Regions from separate parts of the Mus musculus genome. Here regions 2, 3 and 4 are each linked to region 1. The links are chromatin contacts, called in public ChIA-PET and HiChIP or PLAC-seq maps. All regions are on one chromosome and are shown on one strand. The core of a region is the stretch at or near the end of the contact, and the rest is flanking DNA. Distances in the headings are between cores, read along the strand shown. Region 1 has its middle 55 kb from the start of Gm38531. Region 2 has its middle 17 kb from the start of Gm46721. Region 3 has its middle 5.2 kb from the start of Gm32124. Region 4 has its middle 10 kb from the start of Gm46720.

Evidence for each region. ChIA-PET counts read pairs in DNA pulled down with a chosen protein or histone mark. HiChIP or PLAC-seq counts read pairs in DNA pulled down with a chosen protein or histone mark.
Region 2: an H3K27ac HiChIP or PLAC-seq map of large pre-B cells shows a contact between it and region 1, with 6 times the contacts expected there. The contact joins two enhancer-like sites. A contact is called at or near these places in 3 of 115 datasets of contacts at active chromatin or transcription factors (embryonic basal ganglia, embryonic stem cells and large pre-B cells) and 1 of 9 other capture datasets (embryonic stem cells).
Region 3: an RNA polymerase II ChIA-PET map of memory CD8 T cells shows a contact between it and region 1, with 16 read pairs. The contact joins two enhancer-like sites. A contact is called at or near these places in 3 of 115 datasets of contacts at active chromatin or transcription factors (embryonic stem cells and memory CD8 T cells) and 1 of 9 other capture datasets (embryonic stem cells).
Region 4: an RNA polymerase II ChIA-PET map of effector CD8 T cells shows a contact between it and region 1, with 6 read pairs. The contact joins two enhancer-like sites. A contact is called at or near these places in 2 of 115 datasets of contacts at active chromatin or transcription factors (effector CD8 T cells and large pre-B cells) and 1 of 9 other capture datasets (embryonic stem cells).

What each region holds. Positions count from the first base shown.
Region 1 is chr6:144,263,802-144,268,737 of GRCm38.p6, forward strand. It overlaps a transcript of Sox5 not described here. Among named protein-coding and RNA genes, the nearest start is that of Gm38531, 55 kb to the left of the region's middle. Within about 2 kb of position 2,225, at least 51 of the 459 cell types and tissues checked have an H3K27ac peak or open chromatin away from gene starts, as enhancers often do. A contact at or near this core is called in effector CD8 T cells and memory CD8 T cells, where this site is marked.
Region 2 is chr6:144,925,367-144,930,302 of GRCm38.p6, forward strand. No RefSeq gene overlaps it. Among named protein-coding and RNA genes, the nearest start is that of Gm46721, 17 kb to the right of the region's middle. Within about 2 kb of position 1,970, at least 9 of the 459 cell types and tissues checked have an H3K27ac peak or open chromatin away from gene starts, as enhancers often do.
Region 3 is chr6:144,900,455-144,905,390 of GRCm38.p6, forward strand. No RefSeq gene overlaps it. Among named protein-coding and RNA genes, the nearest start is that of Gm32124, 5.2 kb to the left of the region's middle. Within about 2 kb of position 2,352, at least 178 of the 459 cell types and tissues checked have an H3K27ac peak or open chromatin away from gene starts, as enhancers often do. A contact at or near this core is called in memory CD8 T cells, where this site is marked.
Region 4 is chr6:143,748,868-143,753,803 of GRCm38.p6, forward strand. No RefSeq gene overlaps it. Among named protein-coding and RNA genes, the nearest start is that of Gm46720, 10 kb to the right of the region's middle. Within about 2 kb of position 2,579, at least 136 of the 459 cell types and tissues checked have an H3K27ac peak or open chromatin away from gene starts, as enhancers often do. A contact at or near this core is called in effector CD8 T cells, where this site is marked.

The DNA.
Region 1 (4,936 bases), core at 975-3,474:
CTCTCTCTCTCTCTCTCTCTCTCTCTCTCGTGTGTGTGTGTGTGTGTGTGTGTGTGTGTGTGTGTGTGTTTGCGCAGGCCAGAGATTGAATCCAAATTATAGTCTTCAATCCTGGTCCACTTTATTTTCTGAACAGATCTATATTGATCCGTTTGGCCAGGCTGGCTGCTGGCTGGTAAGCGCCAGGACCCTCCGGTCTCCACCTCTGCAGCACTGGAGAAACAAGCCCAAGCCACCACACCTACCTCCAAAATGGAAGATGGGGATTTGAACTCATGTTCTCATGGTTATGTAATGCACACACTACCAACTGCCACATGTACCCTTCCCTGAAGACTGTTTTCTTAGAGGTCACACATACAATTTTTAAGGCTTAGTCTGTGTCTTAAACTTAGTCCCTAACTTTGTGTTATCAAATCCCAGATAGCCCGACTTTGATAACACGGTACATTTTCATTTCCTCTCATAAAGAAAGTGAAACATCTCCACCATTGACAGTCACCAACAAAGTCTCAGGGCTTTGAAGAGAACAAAGAGTCCCATTCATAGCCCAGAGCAGGACTGAACTGGAAGGCGGTTCATCTTCCTCAAGTCCCCAGCCACCCGTGTCTCTAACACAATACACCTGGAAACAAAGACGGCTTAGGAAGCTTTCAAACGGATCTCCTAGCTGTTCTCCTCTGGATGCCTCGCCCTGCTGTCCCTCCTGGCCACACATCTGGTGACCATGTGTGGCGGGCGACACTAATGAAGACTTTCCTGAGCGAGCCGCAATTAGCTCTGACTGCCTGGAAGCTTCGCTGGGCTGTAGCAGAGGAAAGGATGGAGATAGCAGACTGGTGTGGGGGGACAAAGGGGACCTCTTTCCCTTCTCAAAGCTGAACTTTCCCAGGCCCCTGGGAGTCCCACAACCACTGCAGGGAAGGAATGTTTTCTAAGGTGTAAGTTAGTCATCCTATCCTCCAAAGGAGAATTTACCCGAGTTGATTGAATGCAACAGGCAAGCAGCTATGCCATAACCTTGGAACAATGGAGAATTGTTCAACGGCAGCCGCTCCCCCCACCGCACCCCGCCTGGCCTGCGAGTTATACTTCCCTAACAGTTTATATGCTCTAATACAATAAATTGGTCTGTTTTTCTGTTTGATGGATTGGAGGGCACCAGGGAAGGAAATAAACTGTACACAATTAGGCTGTTTCAAAAATACATACTTTTGTTTATTCTACGTCTCTTCCCCCTCTCAATCAAGCTGCTAATACAACTGTTTTAAGTTTCAACAACAACCATATTAACTGCGGGTCTCCACATGAAACAGAAGTGCCAAGACCCGGAGTCTGTCTCCTGACCTTACAAGCTCAGCCTCCCAAATCCTGCTTTACATGTCTGTCTGATGAAAGCACGACCATTTGTTTTCCGTGTACTCTGGTTGCATCATACTATGAACACTGTATGTGCTTGCTCCATATCGGATACCAACAATAAATGTCTTTGACAGAATATTATCAGGAACTCTGAGGATAAAAGCACAGAGCTTTTCCATGGTTACTTCCTTTAATCTCTATCTATGTTTAGTTTCAACAATTCAAGTCTCAGTACGTGAATTTAGTCAGTAAAGGTTATTGATGATAGCAAGCCTAGTTCACACTTAGATGCTTCAACAATCTCAATACACAGTTGCATATGGACCCTCACAACCCAACAGGTACAGAGACCATCAGTTAAACAAAGAGAAAACTGATTCTGGAGGCTGAGCCTGGTTGCCTCTCCTAGACTAGATGGAAGGCTTCCTGCGCCTCTCGTGGGTGGAATGGAAGGTTCTATTTTCTCTAGGGTAATGGGCCTCTCTGTGATCGCTCTCCCCGGACCTCAGCTGCCTCCCTGGGCTGTCTTCCTTGAGGGCCTGCAAGCCTCCACTGACATCCAGGAGGCCCTCGGGACTCTGGAGGCAAGAGAGCTCCCTGGTTTGGAGCAGGTCTTAGTGGCCCTGACTGAACTTACACATAGCGACCACTTCAGTCCCAGGCTTAAGTAAATGAACCTCGCCAAGACTACAAAAAACAAAAACCAACCTAACTGGTCACTAGGGCTATTACAGTGCACCCACCAAGCCAAGCAGCTCCTTATATGAAATAAATAGAGAACCAAGGAATCAGCAGAGAGAAACAGTGTGGGGCCATCCCCTCCTTTAAAAGAAACCAAAACTGACAACATTACATACAGGAAGGAAGTGTGGCTACGGATAAGAGGCAGTAAGTACATTAGATTATAAATAAATCGTAGCTCATGGTGTCAACGAGATACAAGGGTGAAGAATCTCTTAATAAGAGAACAAAAAGGGGGTCTTGCTGATCATATATACTTGAAAAGAATTTTGACACTACACAAAATAATAAAGTGACTATATTAACAGTATTCACAAAATTTATAAAACTCTATTGGTCTTTTCCAAATTCCTTCCCCCTTAATAATTGCAAAATGTGAATGGCTTGGCTGTCTGGCCCCCAAGTCTTCAGGTTGCACAAAGCTTAGTCCCAAGCAGCAGAGCTTTGTGTCTGGCCCAGGAGGCTGCCTGGTGTATCTCAAAACTAAAGCCATCTTCCCAGTGTTGGTAGAGAATCTGTCTATCTGTCCATCTGTCTGTCTTAATTTTATGTCAGGGATAGATTGGGGATTGGGGAAGCAGTTTACCACATAGGACTCCTTTCTCTAAAACTAAAATATTGAGGGGCTGGAGAGGTGGCTCAGTGAGTAAGAGAACTCGTAGTTTTACAAGCACCTGGGTTGCAGTTCCCAGCACACACATCGCAGCTCTTAACCACCTGCATCTCCAGCTCCAGAGGATCAGTGCTCTCTTCTGGTCTCCTCAGATACTCTACACACATGTGCTGTTCTTACATACATGCAGGCAAGCTCTCATACACATAAAAATAAATCTTTAAAAAATTTTAAAGCATGTGACTCAAATTCATCTGTTGCAGAATTTCAGTATAACTCCAAATTCGGCATAAGTTAGCTGCAGCATAGAGTCTCTTTCTAGTGTTGTCATCCCACCATTAAGCTTTAATTTATTTATATGAATAGAAAATTAACTTTAGCATTGATGGCAGTTGGGGCTGTGCCAGTTATTGACCATCAACTCCTGGGTTTATGGAGGGGTTAGCTCAGTGTAATTTGTAATTATTGTCAGTGGATAATCTTCCACTACACATACCTAACCTCGAGCCCTGTGGCCTTCCCTGATGTTCCTACTATGCCTGACAAAATATTTTAAAAACCCCAAGACACGTAAAGAGTAATTTTTATGGTGACTAGGATTTCTGATTCTATGAAATGGACACAGAGGGAAGTCTATATTTATGTGTACAAATAGTCTTTATATGTGAACTTGACATTTTTACTGAGTTGAGAAAGAAGCCACAGACAAACACAGCCAAGCAACCTGTGGCCCAATCCTCACCAACATCAATTTGCAGGCCCTGGTCCCTACCATTCACTCTTCCATGGCCAAAGAGACAGTTTCACTAAACTATCAAGCCAGTGATGTATTATGCACACATCTCCACCCTCAGGATTTCAGGAAAGCAATGGGAGAGGTTAAAAAGTAAAGTAATGAAATACCCACGCCATGGGTAAGGGCTCTGGAAGTCAGTGAATGCTGGGAACCATAGGAAAGGATCTGATGACAAAGAGGTTTTATTATCATAGATGCGGATGTTTAAATGAATGCACACATTCCTCTCCTGTCTCGCTTAAGCTCAGCAGGATAACATAAGTCTTCACAGGCATGTTATCAATGTAGAAGCAATAAAAAAGTCACCCTCTTATGAATTACTATTTACAGTATTTCACAAGAATGGCATTCACACCATCCAAGTGAGCATGGCTGTTTCTTTCCATTGAAGGGTACCATGGACACTTCGTAGGTTAGCATTAGCCACAGGGAGGAGGGGAGGAGAGGGAGGAAGACATTTTCAAACATTTGAACTCTCTCTGACCCCTGTACGTTATTTAAGTATGCACTTAAGACAATTCAAATAAATAACACACATACATACATAGAAAGCAAATATCTAGATGGCTAGAGAGAGTGAATCCAGATAAAGTGATGGGTTCATGAGCAGAGATGAACCATCTTGAAATCCGTTTCTTGGATAAGCACAAGGAGAAATCCCATTAGGAAGGAATGTTCCATGACTCCAATCAATAATTCTGGAAGCCAGAGTATAGATTTGCTGTAACCCAGCCATGGCAAGCAGAATTGAGTGATGAGAGAAAGAAAGAGCGAGAGAGAAGAAAGAAAGGGAGAGAGAATAGAGAAAGGGGGGAGAGAGGGAAGAGAGAGAGGAGAGGGGGAGAGAGGAGAGAGATGGGGAGAGAAAGAGAGAGGAGAGAGGGGGAGAGAGAGAGTAGAGAGAGGAGAGAGAGGGGAGAGAGGAGAGAGAGGAGAGACAGGAGAGACAGGAGAGACAGGAGAGACAGGAGAGAGGAAAGACAGGAGAGAAAGGGGAGAGAGAGGAGAGAGAGAGAGAGAGAGAGAGAGAGAGAGAGAGAGAGAGAGAGAGAGAGAGATCCCCATTTTGGCCTAGTACTCCTTATTTCATGGTCACAGTTCCTGGTAGAGGCCAGAAGTCAAGGAGGCAGACAAATATCAAATGCACCAGACAGAACAATGAACAGCTTCATTGATGTCACACGCAATGTTCAAAAATCTCTGTTGTACCACTACTTCAAAACCTAAATATCAGATTGTATGAAATAGTATCTCATACATACGTATGTGTGCCTTTCTATAGATTCAAATCTGCTCGTTATGCTAAAGCGATCTCTCCCAGTAAAGCTTAGATTTCTTCTGGAGAGTTCCATTACTACTCTTACATTTCAGCAGCACCAAGCCTACATGGCTTATTTTATCATAGATGTGTCTAGCACTGTGCC
Region 2 (4,936 bases), core at 720-3,219, 660 kb after region 1:
AGGCCAGAAGAAGATATCAAATCTTTTGAACATGGGGTTACAGGTGGTTTGGCTGTTCACGAAGGTTCTGGGAACTGAACCTAGGTCCTCTGAAAGAGCGGCCTCTTAGCCACTGAGCCATCTCTCCAGCCCCCAAATGCATTAGGTTTTTCTTTTTTTAAGTTCACACACACTAATAGGTTTCATTATGGGGTTTTCATACATTGCCAGCGGGGTTCCTTTACTCAACAATAACAGAGGTTTTTTTTTTTAATATTAAGGCAATAAGAAAATTCTGTGGTTTTATAGCTGCCTGTTATCTTAGCTGAGTTTTATGAGGCAGCATCCCACAAGGCAGTATGGACTAGCCTAGAACTCACATGTTACATAGCCTTGCTTAGCCTTGAACTTAGGAACCTTCCACCCGAGCCTTCCAAGTACTAGGACAGTGGCTCTGCTTCAGCCCTCCGCCCATCCGCGTAGACAGTGTTCCTGGCAGTACCCAGAATGTCTGGAACCGCCAACCGAATGGGGAGAACATGATTTAAAAGTTACGAGGTTTGGATAAAGGTGTGCTTATTTTCTTGAAAGGGAAATGGACCCTGCCACTCGTGGTCTTCATCACTCGATCTGGGTCCCTTGCCCACCACCTCTGAAAGTCAGGAAAACATCAAGAGCCCAGAGCCAAGGACAAATTCTTATTTTATACTTGGGGTTTTTTTTTTCTCTTAAAAACATCCTCCTTTCTTTCTTTCTCTTTCTTTCTTTCTTCCTTCCTTTCTTCCTTTCTTTCTTCCTTCCTCCCTCCCTCCCCCCCCTCTCTTTCTTTCTTTCATTTTTCCCCTGGTGGTGGGGGACAAGATCCCACTATGAAGCCCTGGCTGACCTAGAACTCTCTATGTATCCCAGGCTGACCTTGAACTCACAAAGATCTGCCTCCTCCCAAGTGCTAGGATTAAAGGTATGTGCCTCCATAACTGACTATCTTCTAACTATTGAAATTAGCGTGCCTTAGGAATGATAATGAAGCGGTTAGTAGAACGCAGGTCTACAGTTCCAGAAGCCCTGGATTTGATGCCCAGCATGGCATATCGCAGGCATGGCAACACGAGCCTATGATCCCAGCATTTGGGAAGATAGAGCAAAAGAACCAGGAGTCTGCAGTTCTTCTCAGCTACGGGGCAACTTGGAAACTAGTCCGCTCTACGTGAGACCGTGTATCAGATAAATATGTTTTTGTGAAAGACCATGTGTCAAATATGTTTTAGTGAGAGAGGAAAACTAAAAGAAACGACAGTGATACAGATATATTACATCATCACATCTGACTTTTACAAGAGTTTTTAAGAAGAAAAATCCTTCAGTAAAGCAAAGCAAAGGGGCTGAGAAACAAATCACTTCCATTCGGCCTCACGAAGACTTGCAAGCTCACACACACACACACCCATAGACACACACACACATACACATGCACACACACACACCCATAGACACACACACATAGACACATACATACCCATAGACACACACACACACACTCACACTCACCCATAGACACACACACACACACAGACACATGCACACACACACCCCCATAGACACACACACACACACACTCACACACACCCATAGACACACACATACACAGACACATACACATGCACACACACACATACACATGCACCCACACACACACACATACACATGCACACACACATACATATACACATGCACACACACACAGAGACACAGACACACATGCACACACACACACATACACAGACGCATACACATGCACACACACAGAGAGACACAGACACACATGCACACACACACACACACAAACCCATAGACACATTTGCTAAAAATGTAAAGACAATATATTTCAGGAAGAAAAAAAGATGTACAACACATTCAAAGCATTAAATTCAGCAACAGGAACTGAACAGACCACAGTTTAAGCTTGAGTGAGTATCTTAAAATACTTTTATTGCACTATTATTTTATCAGAAAATAATAGTCTCAGCACAAATTCCTCTTTTCAAAGCTTGCAGGCCCCAGCACTGAGGTTGTCGTGTTTGGCAGGAGAATAGCTCATGTCTACATTAAAGCTTGGATCTTAGAAGTGACATAAACAGGCCTTTTTCTATAAAGATAAAAGGCTAAGCTTTAAAGGGCTCTATATTTATAGATAAATGTTTCCATAGTAATCAGTATGATAAAACTAGCTAATGTCAGCACTCCTTTGCATACAAAAATGGCTTATTAAAATGAGCCAGATTCAGAGAGTCAAATGTAAATTCATCTACCTTAAAAAATTTTTTTATAACTGAGAAAATCACAAATGTTTGAGTTTTGTTGGAAAGCATACCACTTTTGGTCACAGGCACCATGTACTCCCAGGAGCCCGCTAAAGACAACAGTTGGCCGTGGGGCCCCAGGGCGTGTGGGAGGGGAAGCAGCTCATAACAGCATAGACTGTAGCGTGGCCTCAGCTCCTGAGCCCAGAGCACTAAACTTCAGATCCTTGCGCCCGAGGTCAGTTTGATATTAGGAAGAAAGATAGATAGTTCAGGAAATGGGAAAAGAATGTTCAGAAGAAATCAAGACCAAACTGCAACACAATAATGTAGCCTTTATAACAGAATTACCCCACTTGCTACACTGAACAGGTAAGAAATCTACTTATACCTGAGGTTGTCCCAGGATACACGGGTCTGCACTAGAAGCAAATACAGAAATGTCTGTAGCAACCTCCACCAAAAGCCACGTGGGGTCCACCCATAACAGAAGGGCCCTCAGATGAGGCCCATTTATGAGATGAAACACTGCAAAATGAACGCAAATAAACCATGGTCCTGTGTAAATAGACGCCTGCGACCAGACGCAAAATTTGAACTGGAGAATGAGGACCTCAGGACTGGGGTGGAGGGAGACGTCTGAGTGTCCCAGGGCCCTGCTGATGTTGCTTCAGTAATCTTGGCGGTGTCTAAGCTCTGTGGGAAGTTGTCAGGTTGCTCATCCACACTTGAGGCATGGTTTCACATCCATGTCACACTTTAGTAACAACAGAAAAGTGTGGCTCTGAGTCGGTCTGACCACTTCCATGGTGTGTACATGTAACTGTCTCTACTGCAAGCAGTTCAGTTGGCTGTCCATGGTACCTCCTCCCTCCTGTCTCTGTTTGCTAGTGACCATGTGACACTCATAAGAGATGGCTGTCATAACACAAATTGTGGGGTGTATATGCCCATTCCTACCCTATGTGCCCAAGGTTTTGATATTTCTGGAAACATTGTTCTTTTTTTTTTTTTTAACTGTCCAAAGTCTGGGGATTTTTCTAGAAAAAAGATTTTTAAATATGTGTGTGTGCATGTTGTACACTATGTCATATTTGCACGGACGTGTGCATGTACTTATGTGTACACATACATGTGGAGGCCAGAGGTTGGCATCAGCGGTCTTCCTTAATCACTTGCCATCTTGGTTTTTGAGTCGGGGTCTCTTACGGAAACCAAGCTCCCTGGCTCCACAGACAGGCTGACCACAGTGCTCAGGGGCCCTGCTGGCCCTGCCCTTCTCAGGAGTGGGTTTACGCATGCACAGTTCACCAATGAAACCATCCTCTCAGCCTTAAAAGAACCATTTCTAAATGAATGGAGTTACTCTGGACTCCGTGGTGCCTGTGTTCCCTATAAGAGGCCAAGTATGGACAAGAGAGGTCACTACAATTCAAAAATGGGCACTTGCAACTGGCCACCCCCAGGCTGTGAGGGGAACTTCCTTGTCTCTGAGTGATTGACACTTGGAATGTACAATGGTGTCCTTGCTCCCTGGGTCTTGTTTAGTTTGACTTTCTCGTGGCTTCCCGTGTGGCATTCCCATGTCTGATAAATGGAAAATTAATCAGAAACTATTCGACACATTTTATTCCAGGAAATGCTACGGACTGCTATGCCTGCCTGTGTGTTTGTTTTCTCGACTTTCAGGGACTGTGTGACCTCGGGCATAATTCCTCACCTCCACCTCCAAACCCAACCAAGTTAGGTTGGTTCATTAGCTTCCTCATGGCGAAACAGGGGCCACCCTGGAGTGCTCTCAAGGGACCAGAATGGGGATTTCCTGAGGTGAGAGGAGAATAATGAGAGAGTCAGTTCTCCACATGCATACTACTGCTCCTTCACTATAGGCCTTGAGAACTGTTCAGCATAGCATCTGCACTTGTCCACTACATGGGGTCAATAAAACATAGACTCCTGGCTACCCATGTCAGACAGCCACCAAACAGTTTGCATAGCAGATGCACAGGCAACTATTTTTACTTCTGGAAGTTGGACCCTGGGGCAGAGATCTCCTGTGACAAGACTGTGTGTAGGCAGCTCTTCTCCAACTGACCTGGGAGCTGGTGGGGCTTGTTTTGATTGCTTAGTTAGTTGGTTGGTTAGTTAGTTGGTTAGTTGGTTGGTTGGTTGGTTAGCTGGTTGGTTAGCTGGTTGGTTGGTTGCTTGCTTGGTTGGTTGGTTGGTTGGTTAGCTAGTTGGTTGGTTGCTTGGTTAGTTGGTTAGTTGCTTGCTTGGTTAGTTGCTTGCTTGCTTGCTTTTGGTCTCGCTACTTTGAATTTCTTGTCGCTCCACCTGCCTCATGCTTGCTCCCTGATATTGATATGCATTTAGGAGGCAAGATGTGGGGAGGGGAGGATGAGGAAGCTAATCTTGGAGGGGCTGGTATTGAAAAGAAGCATAAAGCAGTGCTGGAATGGTGGGCGGTGATTGGCAGCTCACTCACAGCCCTTTGGTGGGCTCCAGAGATGGGCTTCATGGCAATTTGCCACCTGTATTCAGAGATGTTTAATAGTCTCCATTGCCTTCCTAATTGCACTGCTCAGGAGGGAATTCCTTCCCTGAGACGTGACAGAGGCTCAGTAAGCATGAGGAATAAATACCGATGAGACAAAGAG
Region 3 (4,936 bases), core at 1,102-3,601, 640 kb after region 1:
CGATTCTTCTCTGTAAATAACGCTCCCATCTCTGAGTCAAAACCTGGGGCCAGCTCACTGCGGTGTCAGTGACGAACAAGGGTGGGATTGGGTTTGTGTGCAGGAAACTGGATGCTAAGCCCAGCCCTGTCCACCCGACGTCTCAGCATGAGAAAATGGCTGAGGCTGCCTTCCAAATGCAGAAGCAGTCAAGTCTGGATCCTAGGATTGAAAGAGAAGGAATTGCTGCCCTGTGCCTAGGACACTCAGCTCAGGAGTATCCCTCTCCAACGTCAGTTACAACAAGTTTTAAAAATAGCTTATTCTGGACCTGGTAGTGTGCGCCTCAGTAGTCCCAGCACCAGGGAGGTAGAAGCAGAAAGAAGCTTTAGAGTTCAAAGGCCAATATCCAAGCCGGGCGTGGTGGCGCACATCTTTAATCCCAGCACTCGGGAGGCCGAGGCAGGCGGATTTCTGAGTTCAAGGCCAGCTGGTCTACAAAGTGAGTTCCAGGACAGCCAGGGCTGCACAGAGAAACCCTGTCTCGAAAAACCAAAAAAAAAAAAAAACCCCATATAGTGAGTTTGAGGCCAGCCCGAGCTTCATTAAGATCTGACTCAAAACAAGAAAACAGCTCAAAGAAATGTTTTTCAACCATGGACACAGTTGGCCTTTCAAGTTGCCTACGTGAGAGATCTAAGTATCCACACTGGCTTCCAAGCACTTCCCTATCCTTTCTCTTCATAATCTAAGAAACAAGACAGATAATATTCTGCTGAAGGTCATGTTGTCTCCTAAGGTCATGTGCTAATTAGCAGTGCTAATTTCTAGAGACCAGATCTCTTCGCACCTTGTTGGTGGGGACACATCTTTACCTGGTGGGTCACTGAAAGTGCTTCATGGTGCGGACTTGGAAAGATGGTGTCTATATTTAGATTGTTGGTGTGCACCACTCGCTGGGTAAACACTGTTGGAGCTGCTTTTGATAGGTGGACTTAGGCTTGCACAACCAATGGAGAGCAGGTAGGTAAGAGAAGAGACTGGGATGTCATTTTAGTTTGGAAACCATTAAATATAATCATCTGTGTATGTGTGTGTGTGTGTGTGTGTGTGTGTGTGTGTGTGTCCATGTAAGAAAGTGAGGGAGACTTAGAGGTGGAAAAATAACACATTCCAGCCCATAATATGCTGCCGCCCTCTGTGTCCCACAATCCATGAAGATGCAGTGAGACGCCATAGGTCAATCAAAGCCAGGAAGGCTGAAATGTGTGCTAAAGTGTAGGGATTAAAATATTATGCCTGACACTGTATAATGCATGGTGGGAGAAAAAAAATTTTCGTGAGTATAAATTAGCTTTACTGTTGAGTGTAAAAGTCTTCCTTTTGGTTATTTATGAAGCTTCATCTTGAAGATTGCCTTCCCTGCGTAACAAGCAAATCAGAATTTGTCATGTGCAAATCTTGTAAAGATTGCAAGGCCGGTGCATAATTAGCCTCAGAAAAGTGTGACCAAACTGAGTGAGAAATAAAAACACTATGTAAAGGCAGGCAGGCCAGGGGAGGTTGGGGCGTGTTTGGGGCGTGGTCAGTCGTGGTGGGCCTTGATCAGGGTGTGGTCGGGCCTTGGGCGGGGTGTGGTTGGAGTGTGGTCGGCCCTGGAAACTTTCACTCTAGGTTTTCCTGACTTGGTGATATATGTTCAAAGTCTGGAGAGAAAGTAAAATTATGTAACAAGTGTTTCTCTTCTGCTGTTCAAACGGCTGCTATTGTTCCTAGATCAAAGACTTTGGTGATGAAGTGCTTACAGGGCTCTGAGTAGGAAGAAATATTTAAATAGGGAAGAACAGAGAGCGCAAGCTGGCAGAAGAAGGAAATAAGGGGTGGGGAGGAAGGGCTGGCGCGGTGATCTGCCAACGGTGAGTGCCTAAGACCCTCAGACTGGAGCATGCCTAAGCTTCCCCGCTGACAACCTCACTCAAGCTCCGGTTGTATTTCTGCTCTAAAAATCAGAGGCGAGCTCCCCCCACCCCACCCCCTGGTGCCACACATGTGCCCTTCTGCCTAATCCAGTGTGTAATGTTCTGAAGTCATGTTTGAGTTTCCTGTAAGGCACACACCGCCCTTCTTCACCAAAGAAAGACTTGTTTCGAGGTCAGATGTTTCTCACCAAGACACGGAGAAAATCCCCAGCTAATTGCTGTTGTTCAAACCCTCTTCCATCTCCTGCCTCCAGGGATGGAAGCCCGGTGCCCCCGGGGACCATTACATAGCAGTCTGTCAGGCCTTCGCGCCTGCGCAGCCTGCTGAGCTCATCCTCTGGCAGGGTGGAGTGCAGGCCAACGCTGGGTGTGAAAGCTTTGAGGGGGAAAACCCAGGAAGTGGTCGGATGACTCCGTGCTGGTACTTTGTTGAGTCAGACCTGGGATGGTTTCAGTGTGCAGAGTAGACACCAAGCTGCCAAAGAGATGTCCATCCTCTCTCTTGTCCCTTGGGTGTTCCTCAGACCTCGGGACCTCTTCCCTCACTTTGATTGCGGAGTCAGTGCCTTCAAGCCCACTGTTCTGTCCCAGCCCAGGTACCTGACAAAGCAGCTGCAGGGCTGCTAACAATACACTCGTTGTGTCTGTAGAGTGAGAGCCAACACAGAGCGTGTCCGGAATCTGATTCTTAGTTGTACAGAGCCTCCTGCAGCCTGTATTCTCTTTAAAATGCTTTAGCTGTTCCTGAATGTCTTCTGGACCAGTTCTTATCACTCTGGCAAACAGGCTACTTAAAAGGAGGAATGGCTCTTTGGGGCTCATGGTTTGAAAGGGTACAGAGGGAAAGGCGAGGAATTCACTGCTGGGGGAGCAGAGGGTACGGCTGAGAGTCTTCACCTCTCCACACACCAGCAGGCAGGAAGTGGGGTCAGGTCACAAACCTCGAGGTCCGCCCCAAAAGCAACCCACTTCCTCCAGAGAAGCTTCGTCTCCTGAAGGCTCCGTATCTCCCCCCACAGGACCACCAGCTGGGAACGGGTGTTCAGATGCCCGGGCCTGGGGGCACAGTCACATCCAAAGCATACATAACGCACTCCTTAATCAAGTCATTGTCTGCACTCTGAGAAGCACTGTCGAGCAAATGTCTTGTCACTTAATCTTGTCACTTGGACAGAGTGGTTGCAGCATAAATTCATATGGAGAAGACATCTGATAGAGTTTAAGTCCTGCACAAAGCAAATTAAGGATTTCTGGGAACTGAGTAGGCAATAAGGTAGAAGGGAACAGGGGGAGGGGGTGGAAATGAACATCCGTGCTCTACCCATGCATCCAAACAGACATTGCTTTAAAAAAACAAAAAGTCAATTTCCATGTATCCGTGCCCTTTATAACCTTCCTAGGGAAGGTTGTAGGACTTTCTGTGGTCTTTCTATACTGTAAATATGAGCGTGATAATGCTTTTCAAACATTTCTACTCCAAAAAAAAAAATTCTTTTAATGAAAAGCTACAGCCCAGAAGTCAAAGGGTCCACACCCACCCTCCCATGCTGTTCATGTCTGTGGGTTCCAGTAATTATCCTTAAAAATTCCCTGAGAGCAATTTCTTAGATTAATGACCTTCAGGGAGGCTGACACCTTCAGAAGTTAGCAAAAGTTCCCCCTCATTAGAGAATGTGCAGGTGGAATTAAGTTTAAAGAGATGGGGAGACTGTGCTGCCTTAGCTCGGAAGATCCTCTGTGGAAGAGGGATGGATGCAGGAGGGTCAGAACACAGAGAAGGGACAGGGGACTGGAGACTGGAGTGGTGTGCTTTGTAAAACAAAGGAAGAAGGAGCCCTGAGCCAGCAAGCTAGAAAGGAGCAGAAAGAGTATTCCCCCCTCGATGCCTGCAGAAGCAACGGAGGCCTCCTGATCCTTCAGTGCAGTGTCGCTCGGAAGCTCCATCCTTACAGGGGCAGTTTCCATGGCCAAGCTCCTGGTGACTTCTGCCACACCTGCCGGATCTGACAGAGAGTGAGACATAGGAGCCCAAGGGATGGCTGCACAGTGAAGACACAGAGATTCCTAGACAGACCTCCCGTTCTGGGCAGCATCTTTTTACTGTGCCAACCTAAGAAAGTCAGCATAAAGGAAACTTCATGTATTGTGGCTCACAGATTCAGATTTCGGGCCATGGTCACTTGTTCCATCTCTCTGGACCTATAAGAGGCAGAAAAGCATGGCAGGATGGGTGTGGACAAGAAAAGCTGCTTGCATAGAACAGACCAGAGCAGAGAAAGGAGAAAGAAGGGAAGAGGAGGAGCAAGGGGAAGAGACGGGAAGGAAAAGGAGGAGGAGAGACAGGAAGAGAAAGGGGAAGAGAAAGGGGAGGAGGAAAAGGAAGACAAGGAGGAAGGGAGAGAGGGAGGGAAGAGGGAAGGGAGAATATTGAACGTCACTGTTTCTATAAACCACTACATTTCTGCTTCACCAAGGAAGAAAGGAAAGAAAGCAGAGCAGAAGTCTCTATATGCACAGTAAAAACACTGAGCCTAGGGTTACTGGGAAGATGGCTCAGCAGTTAAGAGCACTGGCTGCTCTATCAGAGGACCTGGGTTTGATTCCCAGCACCCACAGGGTGTCTCACAGCCACCTGTAATTCTTTTTCCAGAGTATTTTACGCACTTTTCTGACCTCCACAGGGACCAGGCACCCACATGGCAAACAGACATATAAGAAGGCAAAATTTTCATACGATAAAAATAAAGCTATAAAACAAAAAAGTAGAAACACTATAATCCATTCATGCAATAGTCTGGAATCTGCCTTCTGGGCAAGGTGATACCTGTTGGCACTGGGTGGCACTGGGTGGCACGGGGACATACGCCAGGCAAGAGTGCCTGTTGTCCATTTAGAAGCAAGGCCATTGTGAAGTCACCTGATGTTGACACAGGCCAGTGTCTAGAAACACCTGTCAATTTGCTACGTGTCTGATCTTG
Region 4 (4,936 bases), core at 1,329-3,828, 510 kb before region 1:
CTGTCAATTTGAATTGTGTATCAACTACCCATCATATTTGGCACATCTGTATTTAACATTGGCATTAATTTTACCCTATTGTTCTAATTGCAGTACTTTGATGTAATGACACCATTCAATTCACAGATGGTACTGGTGGGGGGTTATCCCAAAAAAAATATAATGTAATTTTAATTTGGAATGTGAGAATGCCAAAAATAAGCGCTTCACTGATTAAGTTATCTGAGCCTGCTAAACAGTTGAACATTTGAACTGAATAGGAAAGACTGGGAAAGGGAACAGCAGGTTTCAGACCTAACCTACTGCAAGCGTTTTGTGTTTTGATTATAGACCATGGGGATCCCAAGTCTTATCGGTTCCTAAAAAAACTTTGACATACTTAAGGAAGACAAAAAAAAATGATAGTTTCAAATAACATCAAGGCATTCTTTTGAAAACAAAGTCTTTGATGATCAGGGTGGGGCTATAATTTGAAACTCAAATATTTAATTTAAAAAATGTATTTATTTAAGGTATCATCTCAAATTTGACATTCACACAGATCCATGCATCTCTTGGTGAATCGCTATCATAAGTTTTATGAGATTATAAATTAATTCCCAGGACAATTTGAACTTTATAGAATCAAGTTAGGTGATAATTGAAATATTCCTCTGCCCAAAGGGCACAGAATACTTTACCAACATAGAAATGACTAGAATACAACGTTTGTGTCCCATGTGAACACTCCCACTGCTCCCAAGCTGTGTAGGAGGATTGGTGGCCCCATGATGACCAGCTTGGATCAGGGCACAGGGGCTCTAATCCCTATGAACATCTTTATACTCTGCCAGAAGCTGCAGGAGTTCATTAAGGCTGCATGAGGCTTCAGAGTACAAAAGGCTATGCTGCAGCAATCTATCAACTTGCTTGAAATACAGAGTTTCAGGACACCAGTGAACTAAGAGATTCTAATTCAAGGAGATACGTTTCATGAAGTGAGTGGGTAGTGGACTTGCTGATTTTTTTTTAAACCCTGGAAAAACGATTTCCAAGGCAAAGCATAACAATACCTGGCTGGCTTGGAGAGCACTGTCATGTACCATGTGCCATGGTCTTCTGGAGGACTGTCAACATGACACACGCATGGCTAATCTGAGACTAGAGTCTCAATCAGGCATGGTCTAGATAGCATTGGCACCTGTGTGTGCCCGTGGAGGATTTTCTTCATTGTTTTAATTGCAGTGGGAAGACAGTGCACTGAGGGTGGCATCCATCATTCCTTATGCTTGGTTCCTGGAATGTGCAAGAGTGTAGAAAGTGAGCTGAGCAGTTGGATCTCATGCATTCTCTCTCTCTCTCTCCCTCCCTCTCTCTCTCTCTCTCTCTCTCTCTCTCTCTCTCTCTCTCTCTCTCTCTCTCCCTCTCTCTCTCCATCTCCCTCTCTCTCTCTCTCTCTCTCCCTCCCCCTCTCTCTCTCTCCCTCCCTCTCTCTTCCCCCCTCTCTCTCTCTCTCTCTCTTTCTCTCTCTCTCTCTCTCTCTCTCTCTGTTCTTCACTACAGAAATGACTAGTTTTTAAAGTTCATGCCTTAACTTTCCTTTGATGATGGGCTGCTAACATGGAACTGTGGGCTAAAATAAATACCCCTGTAAATTGACTTTTGTCAGGGCAAGGATGACAGCTGGGTCTATGACAAAGAGGCTAACGCAGAAAAGAATTGAGGTTTTTATTACCATGACCCACAGTAGCTTGTGGAGGAAAAAGTTTATTTGATTTACATGTCCTGGTCACAGTCCATTGAGGGAAGACAAGACAAGAGTTCAAAGCACAACTTAGAGGTAGGAACTGAAGCAGAAGCTATGAATACTCATTGGCTAGTGGCTTGATCCTTTTAGTAAATCAGCTTGCTTTATCAGCACAGAAGCAGCTTCTCAAGAGTGGCATTCCCCATAGTGCCCTGCACCCTTACACATCAATCTTTACTCTGAAAAATGCCCCACACACCTACTTGCCTATGGGCCAATCTATGAAGGCATTTCCTTAACTCTTCTCAGATAACTAAACCAAACCAGGACAATGGATGGTGCTTAAGCCTTGGGTTGTACTTCTTCAGTGAGGAGGGCTTCCCACTCTGACTGGAGGACAACATGGCTTCAGCTGAATAATAATAATACAGGAAATGTTGGGTAATTTGGTGCTATAAGACATGACTATATGGACATCTTTCCCGTGCTGTAGGAGAAAGTAGAAGAAGACTGGCTATCATTTTCAAGTAGCAGATCTCAGAGGGAGTTAACTTTGCAGAGCCAAACTTGGGTGTGTTTAAGGCAGCTTGAAATTTGAGGATATTTTACTGTAAAACTCACAGTCCTTAGAAACCTGTTTGCAGACATACAGCACGATCTTAGAGCAGCAATCTTCCTAACACCAACACCTGCTGAGGGGAACAGGAAGCCCAGACAATTAAATCTTCTAGTGCTTGTGGCTTACCATGAAAAACAGACAAAAACTGTTCGATAGTTTCAGAAGCTGTGGACTCAGCGCTGAATGCTGTCCCCACTGCGCATGCTCTCAGAACGGCCGTGTTCTTTCAGTTTCTCTTCTGGGCCCCTCCGAGTGTTTGTGTAAGAAGTAGCTGTTCCTATAAGGGGCATGTAGGCACAAAAGGCTGGTTTGTGTTTCTGCTGTAATCTCTCCACGTTCTCTGGAGAATTTCAAAGCCATGCTTGAGTTTGCGCTGTGCTTTTATCTGCAGTAGTTAGTATTAAACATTAACCTACCCTGGACTTTTAAAGAGAATATCTTTTAAAACTATAGGACATGGGACCCATAGGGAATCCTGCAATCCACATGGAAGTCAGAAAAAAAAAGTGGCCAACTCTTCAAAATTTCTGAATGTATAACAACTAGAATTTAGTTCAAAATCCTGGTGCATCATGATTCTGGGGTATTTTTGGCATAGTGACCTGTGGCATCGGTGACCCCACTGAAGCCCGGATTCTGAACACACAGCAGTGAACTTTGCCCTGTGCATGCTCCCTTGCCAGGCAGTGATGATGAACTCTGCTGAAACACCTTGACTCAGAGTTAAGACTATTGTGTGCTCTGAGTAGCAGTGTTGAATGTACATACAAAGTTTTCCACTCCAGCATAAGCATGACGGTCTAATTATGAAAAAGTGAAGCTCTCGACATGTCCACCTTTTCTAGCTTGTGTGAAATTACTTTATCTTTGGATCGTATTGCATTAAAATGTTTGATTTTTGAATTGTGCTTTGTTTTGCTGGCTTAAGTTATTTCACAATTCATCATATAAATTTTGGCTTGGAGTCCGAATAGGATTTCCACTGATTTCTGAAATGGTCTTGAGCACATTACTGCCATTTTTGTGGTAAGTATTTATGCAAAGTGATATTCTCAGCGTTGATGATTGTGAATATCCAACTATCAAGCAGCCCTGAAGGAGACTGAGGATGCCATGTTTCCTGAAGAGTCATTCAGCCAAGACTTAATAATTTATGTAAAAATTATACAAACATCTCATTAATTTGCAGTTGTGTCTTCTGGACAATTATATGTACATGAAGGAACTGTTTCTAAATATATTTTTATAATGGTATTATCAGAATATATTTTATGTATATACCTATTTTATACACACACACACACATACACTGGGGTCTGTTTTGTGTTGGCCAGCTGCTGTTGGGCATAGAATATGCCCTGGAGCAGAATTGATATAACCAGTGACATATCCCTCTGGAGAAAATGGATTTTCCTTCACCAGCAGATATTAATTGTGAACATCTTCTTGGTTAGGGATGGGACTCTGTGTGTGCTTCTCCTTCTCAGTGCTGGGATTTTGTCTGGTTTGAAACTGTGCAGGTCGCAGGTCTAACATGCTGTGGCAGTCTCTGTGAGTTCATGTGTGCATCAACCTTGTTGGGTCTGGAAGATGCAGTTTTCTTACAGTCATCTGCCACCCCTGCCTCTTCCAATCTCTCCACCTCCTCTTCTGCACAGATCCCTGGCCTTGAGAGAAGGGGATTGCTGGAGACGTGCCATTTAGGGCTGAGTGCTCCCAAGTCTTTCGTTTCGGCAAGTTGTGGGTCTCTGTGTTAGTAACCATTCACTGCAAGAAGAAACTTCTCTAATGAGCACTGCATAAGACTCTGATATGAGTCTCAGCCAATGTGGAAGCGGTGGGTTCCTGGTAGAGAATAATTCTCCCTTGAGGCATTCTTATATATGAGTGGTATGTATGAAACTCGCCTGGACCATGTATGTGTGCTAATAGCCTTAGAACTCAGCAAACCATGGAAGATGCTCACAAGTCCCCCAAAACATGACCTGACCCCTGGTTACAGGCATGGATATTAATTTCAGACAACCACTGATTCTGAATAAATGCACCCAGCTGAGGAGTCCCCAAGCCTCTAGTTTCCATAGATGCCTTTATCATTACATAAAATGTACTTCCTTTCTGACTGTGTCTAACCTAACCATGCCTGATTTTATATCTCTTTTCCTCTCATATTTAAGAGAGACTTTCTCCTCAGGTATATGCTTTAATTTTACATATATGTGTGCATGTGTGTGTATATATAAACTTCCTCATCTCCTGCCAGGAGTTAGTGCGTTGTAGTCAGTTTTTGGAAGCGAGTGCAGCTGTTAATTAAGGTGGCCACTACAAGATGAATTCGTGTGTAATTTTAGAATAGCATACTGCAAGTTTGGAAAGGCCTACACCTGTGTTTACCTGTGTACTATAACTGATTCTGGAGAAATCCAGATGAGACCCAGGTGCCCAACCCACTTGGTTACAATATTTACATTTTGCACTAAATATGTTTATGCTTCACATTTGTAGTTACATGGTCCTAATTATGACGAACAGCATCTCTATACCTCTTCTCTGGGAAGTAGAGATCTTTTTTCCTACGTGAAGTAGAAATA